Regions from separate parts of the Mus musculus genome. Here all the other regions are linked to region 1. Evidence: chromatin contacts called from public Hi-C and HiChIP or PLAC-seq data. All regions are on one chromosome and are shown on one strand. Each heading gives the region's core, a stretch centred on a gene start, on an enhancer-like site or on the middle of the called end of the contact. The rest is flanking DNA. Distances are from core to core; before and after follow the strand shown.

Region 1 (3,013 bases), core at 22-2,521:
GTCTCTTTCCGTTAGACACACATAGCCTGTTCACATTTCTCCAATCCTTCCATGTGAGGTCTGGGCACCCATTACATCTAAGGTAGGAATTGTGGGAAATAATCTCTCTGCACCATATGCTTGCCGGACCCCAGGGCGCCTGGATGTCTGACCAAGGTCGTCTAGCCCCTTCCAGGAGATACCTTCTTCAGGAACCTCTCTCCCAAATATTGTGAGGACGCAACCATTCCAGGTCCTTCAAGACCTGGGGGAAGTGGACCCTACTTTTGACCCTTACCAAAGAAGGCATTCTCATGCTAACAGCTTCCTCTTTTTTCTATTAACTCCTCATAACTCTCAGGCCACAGGCACCTCTGGTGGCCTTTCTCCATAAACCTCGAGTGCCTGCTGTTTTCTTGAGACCAGGAGAGCTGGGGAATCCTCAAAACTGCTGGGAGCTATGCAGCCAGGTAGCAATCTAATCTGCGACTCCCAACTATTGCAAAGATGAAAACCCAGGCAAGGAATGCAGGCTTCTACCATCCACTGAGACAAGGTGCCTGTGCTCTGACTTGCATCTCAGGCTGCCCACAGCCTGTTGCCCACAAGGTGCTGGCTAAACTCCTCTGCATCCCTTCTCATTAAGGAAGAGCGCATACCCACAGCAGAGACCCAACAGAATTCCCTGGAGGTGTTCTTTCTCCATGGAAGAACAGGACAGTTCCCCTTTACAAAGTTACGTCTGTTCTGATTATTACTCCCCACGAGAGCCTATGAGCATATGCGCGCAACACACACACACACACACACACACACACACACACAGAGAGAGAGAGAGAGAGAGAGAGAGAGAGAGAGAGAGAGAGAGAGAGAGAGAGGTGTCGCCCCCTCACGCTCACGCTCACGCGCCGGGCCAGGCCCCACGGATGTGGCACCGGGGACAGAGAAGGGAGCCGGGTGCAACCCAGAGCTCCCGGACTGGCCTCATCGACGTCCTAGGTTGTGTCACCCACTCTGCCGCCCTCCTGCCCCGAACACGAACACTACTCACAACACTACTCACCTTAATGTTGTTGAAGACCGAGCGGGAGCAACGTCTGGCTGGGACCGAGGAGGTGCCGCTGCCCTGGCGTGCTCCGGGCTTGGGCAGGAGCCCCATCGTGACTGAGGCGACGTCCCCTGACCGGGCCAAGGTGGTGGCGACAGGCCGGGGTCAGGTTCTGCGGGACTTGGGTGCTTCAGGCTTCAGCGGCGGTAGCCGGGCTATGGGGAGCGAGACGTGGAGACTGAGCGAGAGAGTGAGCGCCCAGAAGTTTTTATAAGTGGCAGCGATGATGAAACGCGCTCTCTCTCCTCCCTCTCTTCCTCGGGTGTCAGAGGTGCTGCTAGCCCCCGCCCAGCCGCTGTCGCCTCCCCCAGGCAGGTGTCTTGGGTCCTGGAGTCGCGGCTGCGGAAGCCCAGAGGCTCTGGGACTCGAGCTGGGTGAGCCTTGGCTGCCTATCAGGTCCTGCTGGCCAGGGTTGAGGGTTGGGGGTAGTGTGTGGGGAGATGGCGGGTCCCCGAGGAAGAGGAGACCGCGTATGGAGGAGGCAGGAGGCTGCAGGCCAGGAGAAACCTGGGGATTTAAGGTGGGCGCGGCACTGGGGAAGGGGTGGGGAGCTAGAGTGGACTCGAGGGGCACGGGGTGATGGAAGGGAGCGAGGAGTCTCTGTGGCTCTTGGGGTTGTCCAGAGCAGGGCTCTGCGTGTCTGCACTCGCTCCGCAAACCTGGGCCCTCGGTTCCGGTGATGGCTCTGAGACTCGCTGCCCAAGCTCTGTTTGTGCTGAGGACTGATTTATATTTAAACTGCTCTTTGCGCTGCAGAGGAGGGTGGGAAGGCGTAACAAGGTGGAGAGGTGGGGGCCGCCCCAGGGCTGGGCTCAAACTCACTGGACCGGAGCCAAGGTAAACTGCAGGCGCTGTCGAGTGTCAGCGGGTCTGGCCTGAAGTGCTGGGGGTTGGGACAAAAGGAAGCGCTGGTCTGACAGGGATTGCCCCAACCCTGACCTCCTCTGCGAGGCTGGAGTGAGCAAGATATTTTTTCCTCTCCTGGACTGGGACCTTAGGGAAAGAAGGTGAGCCTTTTCCAGAAAAAGACAAAATAGATCCCGCAAAAGCTCTTGAGGCAGTTCGGAGGAGGCGCCCTTCCAGCTTCCTACTCTATTGTCTTGGGCAGAACCACCTCTTCCAGCCCAGCCCAGGAAAAGATGCTGTCAATATGGAGAACAATATGGGTGAAGGATGGAGCCCACTGCTTCGTTATTTCTGAAGGCTGATGTTTTCTCAACTCTGGTCTGGTCGGTCTGGGGACTTCTTCCTACGCACTAGCAAGCGAGGCCAAGGACTCTGGACACAGCAATAATCCAGAGGCTGTTGGACAGTGGGCAACTTCTTCGTTGCTTTGTTCACCTGCAGAGAAAAGTACAGACAGACTGGCTCACTGGACCACCGTGGGACACAGGTAGTTAGAGGTGACAGTGTACACTGGACACAGAAGGCCCCATCCATGGTGGATTGTGCCTGATGCTATGTAGATTTCTTGTACCACCAGTGCTAGATCTAAGTGAGAGAGGGTTGCTTTGATGATCTGGACTTTACAGGTAAGGATGCCAGAGGGATCAATTAGAGGGACCAAAGCCACACTGCAAGGAAGTAATAGAACTAGACCCAGAACTCAGTGTTGCCTGATGCCAAAGCCCAGCCATGAAGCACTCTTGTGTAGAATGAAGGAGGGTGGAGGCCAGAGGACAGCCCCACGTGTTTCTCAGATGTCTTCCATCTTGTTTTTGAAACAGACTCACTGGCCTGGCATTGACCTGGGGCTGGCCAGCAAGCCACCTGTCTCTGCCTCCCCAGGCCTGTGATTATAAGTGCCTGCTGCCATAATTGTTCTCTTTGATTACATGGGATTGAACTCAGGTCCTCCTGCTTGCCAGGCAGGCCCACTACTGACAGCTATCTCTCTAGCCTCAGGCACTTTTAAAGTTATCTAGT
Region 2 (3,001 bases), core at 189-2,688, 47 kb after region 1:
AGGGACAGCCTCCTCATCCTTGCGCCCGCCTCTGGTCCTCCCTTCTTGACCTCCATAGCACCCTCCCCGTAGCCATAAGCATGTGACGCGGTGCAGAATGGGGACGGTGTCTGTTGATGCTCTAAAACTGCTCATGAAGAACAGTCCCAGGCTTCCTGCACCAAAGGGCTGGGGCTCTTCTCATTGGTCCCAGTCTTCCTGCACCAAAGGGCTGGGGCTCTTCTCATTGGTCCCAGTCTTCCTGCACCAAAGGGCTGGGGCTCTTCTCATTGGTCCCAGTCTTCCTGCACCAAAGGGCTGGGGCTCTTCTCATTGGTCCCAGTCTTCCTGCACCAAAGGGCTGGGGCTCTTCTCATTGGTCCTCCCTTCCCGCCTCGAATTCCTTCCTTGGGATCTCCAGGTTATAAGCTTTTGGCACACCTATCTGGGAAGGCAAGGGGACAGATCCTGTAAACTTCCGACCTGATGAGGAGGGTAGCTGGGTTGGAATTTACCACCAGGCTCTTGCAATCCTTGGCTGGCTATGGCTGTGGCTGGGAGAGTGAGGAGCTACACGTGGAACGGAGGGGGCAGAGAGGAAAGTCGCCCATCACAGGAGGCCTGGCCCGTGTGACCTCCAAATTATCTTGGCCTTTGCAAGGTGACAGGAGGAGTCTAGAAGCTGACATGTGTATGGTCAGCCGGCACTCAGACATGGTGTGCGCCAGGGGCAGCTCGGAGAGGGACTCAGCCCCTCCCAGCTCACTCATTTAGAGAACAAGGGTGAGATGACACACCCCTGCAGTCTTAGCTACTCCAAAGGCTGAGTCTAGAGAATCATTTGAGCTCAGGAGTTCAACACAGGCCTGGGCTAGGGCCTCTCCCATTTCAAAACAAAAAAATTATCAGACCCTGAAAACCCTGGCTGAGTATCTGAGACACAGACCTACAAGCCATACTTGAAGGACCTCTAACTGAGCACAATCTTAATGAAGCCCCATCTACCGCTCAGGCCTGAGAGAGGGTTCTTGGACTCTAGGCTCTAGAAGGCTGACCCTAGGAGCCCCATGGCTTACAGGAAGTCCCTGTCAGAGTTTCAAAGTTTCTAGCTCTTCCTGGTAACAGGGTTGTAAATTCTTCCTCAGGATCCACACTCATACCCAGGAAATTGGGCAGGCTGCACAAGCAAGTTGTTAGAGCCAGAGGAGACTCCAACTCCCCGAACTCCCAAAAGGCGGTCCAAATAGCCAGAAATGGGCTCAGCCTGGACCACAGGAGAATTTCCCGTGACTAGATAAAAGCCAGTATTTCTCAGGGACCGGTGAACCTAGTTTCCCTCTACCAAAAGGAGCCATTTCCCTTACCAGTGGCAGAAGGGACCAACGGCTACCTGTGGTGCCTATTAGCATACCAAAGCACAAGCTGGCCTCCAGGTCTGCTCCTTGTTGCTAGTATCTGTCACCCCTTTCAAAGGTAACGCTGGCTTCCCGGTCTTTTCACTTCCTCCAGCTCCTGGGCTTCCCTTCCCCCACAGCTACTCATTCTCAACTTAACCTGGCAGTTTGTCCCCCCACCCCCACCCCCACTATGTTCTCTCCCTCCTACCCCTACCCTCTCTCCCTCCCTCCTCCCCCCTCTTCCTCTCTCCCTTCTCTGTCCCTCCCCCCTCCTCTTTCTCCTCTCCCTCCCTCTCCTCTCTGTGCTGTCCCCTACTCCTTTCATCATGTCTTCTCTATTCTCTCTCCCCTGCTATTTTCTGCTCTGGACTCTTACAGATGACTATAGCTATTCTACTCTCCCACTCCTTCTCTCTGTTGTGTCTTTTAAAACTAAAGAGAGACGGAATGTGTTTGGTGGAGGTGAGGTAAGGTGTGGGGGAAGGGGTGCCTCTGTGGGCCCCTGCTGAGGCATCCCTTCCCCCTGAGGGACCAGCCACACACATGACAGTATAGTATAGAATAGAGTTTATTCAGGGCATAGGGAGGGGAGTTGAGAGAAGAGGCCAGTCATGAGCATGTGGAGAGAGAGGGGGGAGAAATGGGGAGAGAGGGGGAGGAAGGTTAGGGGACAAGGGCAGAAGAGCAAGAGAGAGAGGTGAGGGAGAGCAGCCTCTTTTATAGTGAGTCAGGCACACCTGGCTGTTGCCAGGTAACTGTGGGGAGTAGCCTAGACTAAATACTCTCTCTCTCTCTCTCTCTCTCTCTCTCTCTCTCTCTCTCTTCTCTCTCTCTCTCTCTCTCTCTTCTGCAATAAAAGCCTACCTGGAGTGGTCATGCTGTCAGTTTATACAGAGGTCCATCCGGGTAAGAAGAAAGGAAATGAGCCTTCTGGGTGCCTACCTGTGACCTTCCAGTCTGCCACTAGAGAGGAGAAGCCCTCCAATAAGAACCCCATCCCCAGATGAAGGTCTCTGCGTGTAAGGGGTGGCAGAGCACCGCCTCCAGAGGCCTAGTGTCCCCTTTCCCTGACTCTCAACTGATCCCTTGCTACTGTGGCAGCCCAGTCACGATGGACAGGGTGCCAGGGACACCAAGTCCCTAGGAAAATCTCCTGTGGGTCCACCCACCCTGGGTGTATCTCGCCCAGAGGCACTCAGATCCCAAAGAGGAGTCCCAGTGTTTCTCTGACCTTCTAGACTCACAGACTCTTTATGGTGGAGTGGGGATATAGCCTCGGGTTTGGATCCATAAACCTGGAAGTCAAAAAAGCAAGAGCACTTCTATCCAAATGGCACACTGTGTCACCTGCAAATGCACACACTGTGTCTCCTGCTGGCCTCCCCATCAACTCTGCATCCTGCACATAGCAGTCAGGCCACTCCGATGCCTGTCATTTCTAAGTGTGTTACCTGTTATCTCTTAGTTCCTGGACCCAACTGCAGTATCAGGCCTGCCTGGGAAGCTGGGATGGCAGAGGTTGAATCAATAGGAGCCAGAAAGGCTTGCCTTGGGAGCCTTCCTGGAAGTGCCCCACTCTATTGGCCCTTGGCTCCATAGCTACAAAATTAGCTACCTTTGGCCAA
Region 3 (2,700 bases), core at 200-2,699, 63 kb after region 1:
GTTTTGTCTTGAACAGACAGAGCCATTTCTGTTGCACTGTGGTCGTGGCTTGGGTAGATTATGAACTGTAATTCCTTCAGGCACTTACTCAACAGCTAATTTCTCTGAGTTGGTTCCGGGTATTAATCACAACACTCTCTTTCTTCTCATGCTCTCGAAACTTAACGTTGTCTTTCTTTTCTCACGTCCACCACTTGCTGTCTCTCAGCAGAACCACAGCTACTCAGGGCCTACCCATTTTGACCAAAAAAAAAAAAAAAAAAAACAAACCAAAAAAAAAAACCCAAAAAAAAGCCAAATTAAAATGTTTGCCATGTGCTTTTCAGAGTCATCACAGCCAATGAACCAGAATCTTACCCTCTCCAAGCAGAGCCATTGTTCATTGAAACAGTTGATGAATGACTTCATGGATAGAGCATCTTAATACACACACCATTTCTTAAACGAATGTAACCTGTTCCCCGCAGGCTGAGAATGACGACAATCACTCAAGTCAAATAGCTTTGACCATAGCAGGAAATCTGTGTCCAAAAACTGAGCCTACAATTCATTCCTTGGTGCAGCAGAACTGTCAACTCTTAGCTTAGCTACTATGGAGGTAAAAATCCTTTGGTGATGTGAGGGACATTCAAGCACAGCCTTATTACAGTGAAGTCCAATGTCCAAAAACTGTTCTTATTTCGTGTTTGTACCACAGTAAGAGCCAAGGTTCTAAGCTCTACTGCAAACAAAACTAACAAACAAACAAAAAGACTTTAATGTATTTATGTTCATTAAGTAATATGTGTTATTGAGCCATTGGTATGCAGAGCTCACTTTATTCCTTCTTAGAGGTTCAAAATACTCTTCCCATCTCTCCACTCCACTCTTATTTTAGAATATCTCAATTTTATTGCACTTCTACTTTGATAATGGCTGGTTCTCTCCTTAGCGAGCAACACTCTTGCCATGCCTTGTCAACCCACACAATAACATCTGTGCCCACTATCCAGCACGCTGCTCACCCTACTCCTTCCTGTTCCTGAGGGCCTGGTAGTGTGTGCCCTTACTCTCTCTCTTCTTGACAAAGTACTAATTCTACCAAACAATTGCCTCTGACAACAGGGGTCCCTTCTCCAGACTCCAGTACCAGCTCCCTCACTGTTACAACCCACTACTAAGCCAGCATCTTATATTTTGGGATTTTATCCCAATAAGCCCTCACTGCCTTTAATCACCTTTTTACAGGTCAAGGAACTATATAGTTTTGTGAGGTTCCCCCCTCCCTGCCCTGGTTGAATGGTCACCCCTAGCTTGTGACTTCTTGGTCATCTCGGCTAGGTCATTGGTCGGTATTCAGGGAGATAAAAGACTGAAAGCAGTTGAAGAATTCATGACACAGACAATCATGGTGACACACACCTTTAGTCCCAGCAGATGCAGGCGGAGCTCTGTGAGTTAGAGGCCAGCCTCGTTTACATACTGAGTTCCTGGACAGCTAGAGCTACATAATAGAAAGATCCGGTCTCAGTCAACAACAATAGCAGCAAAAGAGTTTGTGGGGTTAGCCTAGGCACTGGGCCAGGAAGTGATACTACATTAGCCAGAGCTAGTCTCAAGGCTTCATCCAGAGACAGAGAACACGGGGGAATGCACACTCATCCTGCACAGAACTTCTGAAAGACGGCTGCTTGGTGTTGGTCTTACAGCGCTGTCTGTGTGTCCTTCTTCGCATCTGCCTACCTATCCCCGCCGTACTTAGGATTCTTCAGAAAGGCAGAAGCAACAGGCTAGACTTAGACATGAGGAAAGAGACTTATTAGGAAAGATTGTCTCACACAGTCACCAACGCTGAGATGTCTCATGGTTGACCTCTGCAACCCAGAGAGCAAGGAATGCTGATATACTTTTGAGTTTTAAAACCTGAGAGCCTTTAGCATCTTAAAGTCTAAATCCAAGACTTAAGAAGCAGGGTGCTGGCATCTGAAGACGAGAGAGGACAGCTTCGTGGGCCTTTTGGTCCTATTCTGAATCTCAGTGTATTGGAACTCATATTGGCCAGGGGGATTTTATATATATATATATATAGTCTCTGACGCAAATGTTTCTTCTAGAAACAGCCTCACAGACACACCTAGGAGTAACGTTTAACAAGCTCTCTGGACATCCCTTAGCCTAGTTAAGTTGAAACAGAAAATCAGTCATCATGTTCTTCCTTGTGACTATTCAATACTTTTGAGGGCGGACCCCTTCAGAGGCTGGGGAAAGAACTGACTACTGCACCACGCAGAGCCCAGACCTTGAGGCCCTTGCAGACCTTGTCTGTCTCTCTACCTGGGACACCAGGTGCATGCTGAGTAAATGAATATAGAATGGGGGCTGGGGCGGGGGATGAGTCAACTAACGGTCTAGACACTGAAGGGCTTCTGGTCTATGTTGATGGATCGGAACGCCAGTCTTTGTCTTGAGAAAGCAGGCAGAACTCGTGTGCAACAGAACACAGTATGTGGAAGGAAGCAACCGCCTGAGGCTAAGTGATGAGAGGTTCCTGCTAAAATCCCTTCCCTGGGGTAAAATAACATAATGTCTACCATTCCTCCCAAGGTCTCAATGGCAAGCCTAGGCAGGGTTCCACCAGACATCTCTCTAAAGGACAAATGACTGAGGGGTTACTTTCAGAGATGCAGTGTTCCTCCCACAACTGTGCACATCTGGAAAGCC

What was found. Hi-C and Micro-C count contacts between places; a contact is called where the count stands out from the background. HiChIP or PLAC-seq counts read pairs in DNA pulled down with a chosen protein or histone mark.
Region 2: a contact with region 1 is called in a Hi-C map of embryonic stem cells, with 1.5 times the contacts expected there. The contact joins the enhancer-like site here to the promoter of Slco2a1 in region 1. A contact is called at or near these places in 2 of 39 promoter capture datasets (epiblast stem cells and liver), 10 of 484 Hi-C or Micro-C datasets (the AML12 cell line, embryonic stem cells, liver and 1 more), 6 of 115 datasets of contacts at active chromatin or transcription factors (embryonic fibroblasts, embryonic stem cells, extraembryonic endoderm stem cells and 2 more) and 1 of 9 other capture datasets (liver).
Region 3: an H3K27ac HiChIP or PLAC-seq map of trophoblast stem cells shows a contact between it and region 1, with 28 read pairs. The contact joins the enhancer-like site here to the promoter of Slco2a1 in region 1. A contact is called at or near these places in 6 of 39 promoter capture datasets (3T3-L1-derived adipocytes, cranial neural crest, epiblast stem cells and 2 more), 1 of 15 datasets of contacts at CTCF or cohesin (the NIH/3T3 cell line), 6 of 484 Hi-C or Micro-C datasets (the AML12 cell line, embryonic fibroblasts, embryonic stem cells and 3 more) and 4 of 115 datasets of contacts at active chromatin or transcription factors (embryonic stem cells, extraembryonic endoderm stem cells and trophoblast stem cells).

The regions. Positions count from the first base shown.
Region 1 is chr9:103,006,745-103,009,757 of GRCm38.p6, reverse strand. Slco2a1 (solute carrier organic anion transporter family, member 2a1) reads right to left here and starts at 1,271. Exons shown (of 14, transcript NM_033314.4): 1 at 1,043-1,271. The coding sequence starts at 1,138.
Region 2 is chr9:102,959,993-102,962,993 of GRCm38.p6, reverse strand. No RefSeq gene overlaps it. Among named protein-coding and RNA genes, the nearest start is that of Gm31434, 41 kb to the left of the region's middle. Within about 2 kb of position 1,438, at least 28 of the 459 cell types and tissues checked have an H3K27ac peak or open chromatin away from gene starts, as enhancers often do. A contact at or near this core is called in embryonic stem cells, epiblast stem cells and trophoblast stem cells, where this site is marked.
Region 3 is chr9:102,943,945-102,946,644 of GRCm38.p6, reverse strand. No RefSeq gene overlaps it. Among named protein-coding and RNA genes, the nearest start is that of Gm31434, 57 kb to the left of the region's middle. Within about 2 kb of position 1,449, at least 15 of the 459 cell types and tissues checked have an H3K27ac peak or open chromatin away from gene starts, as enhancers often do. A contact at or near this core is called in trophoblast stem cells, where this site is marked.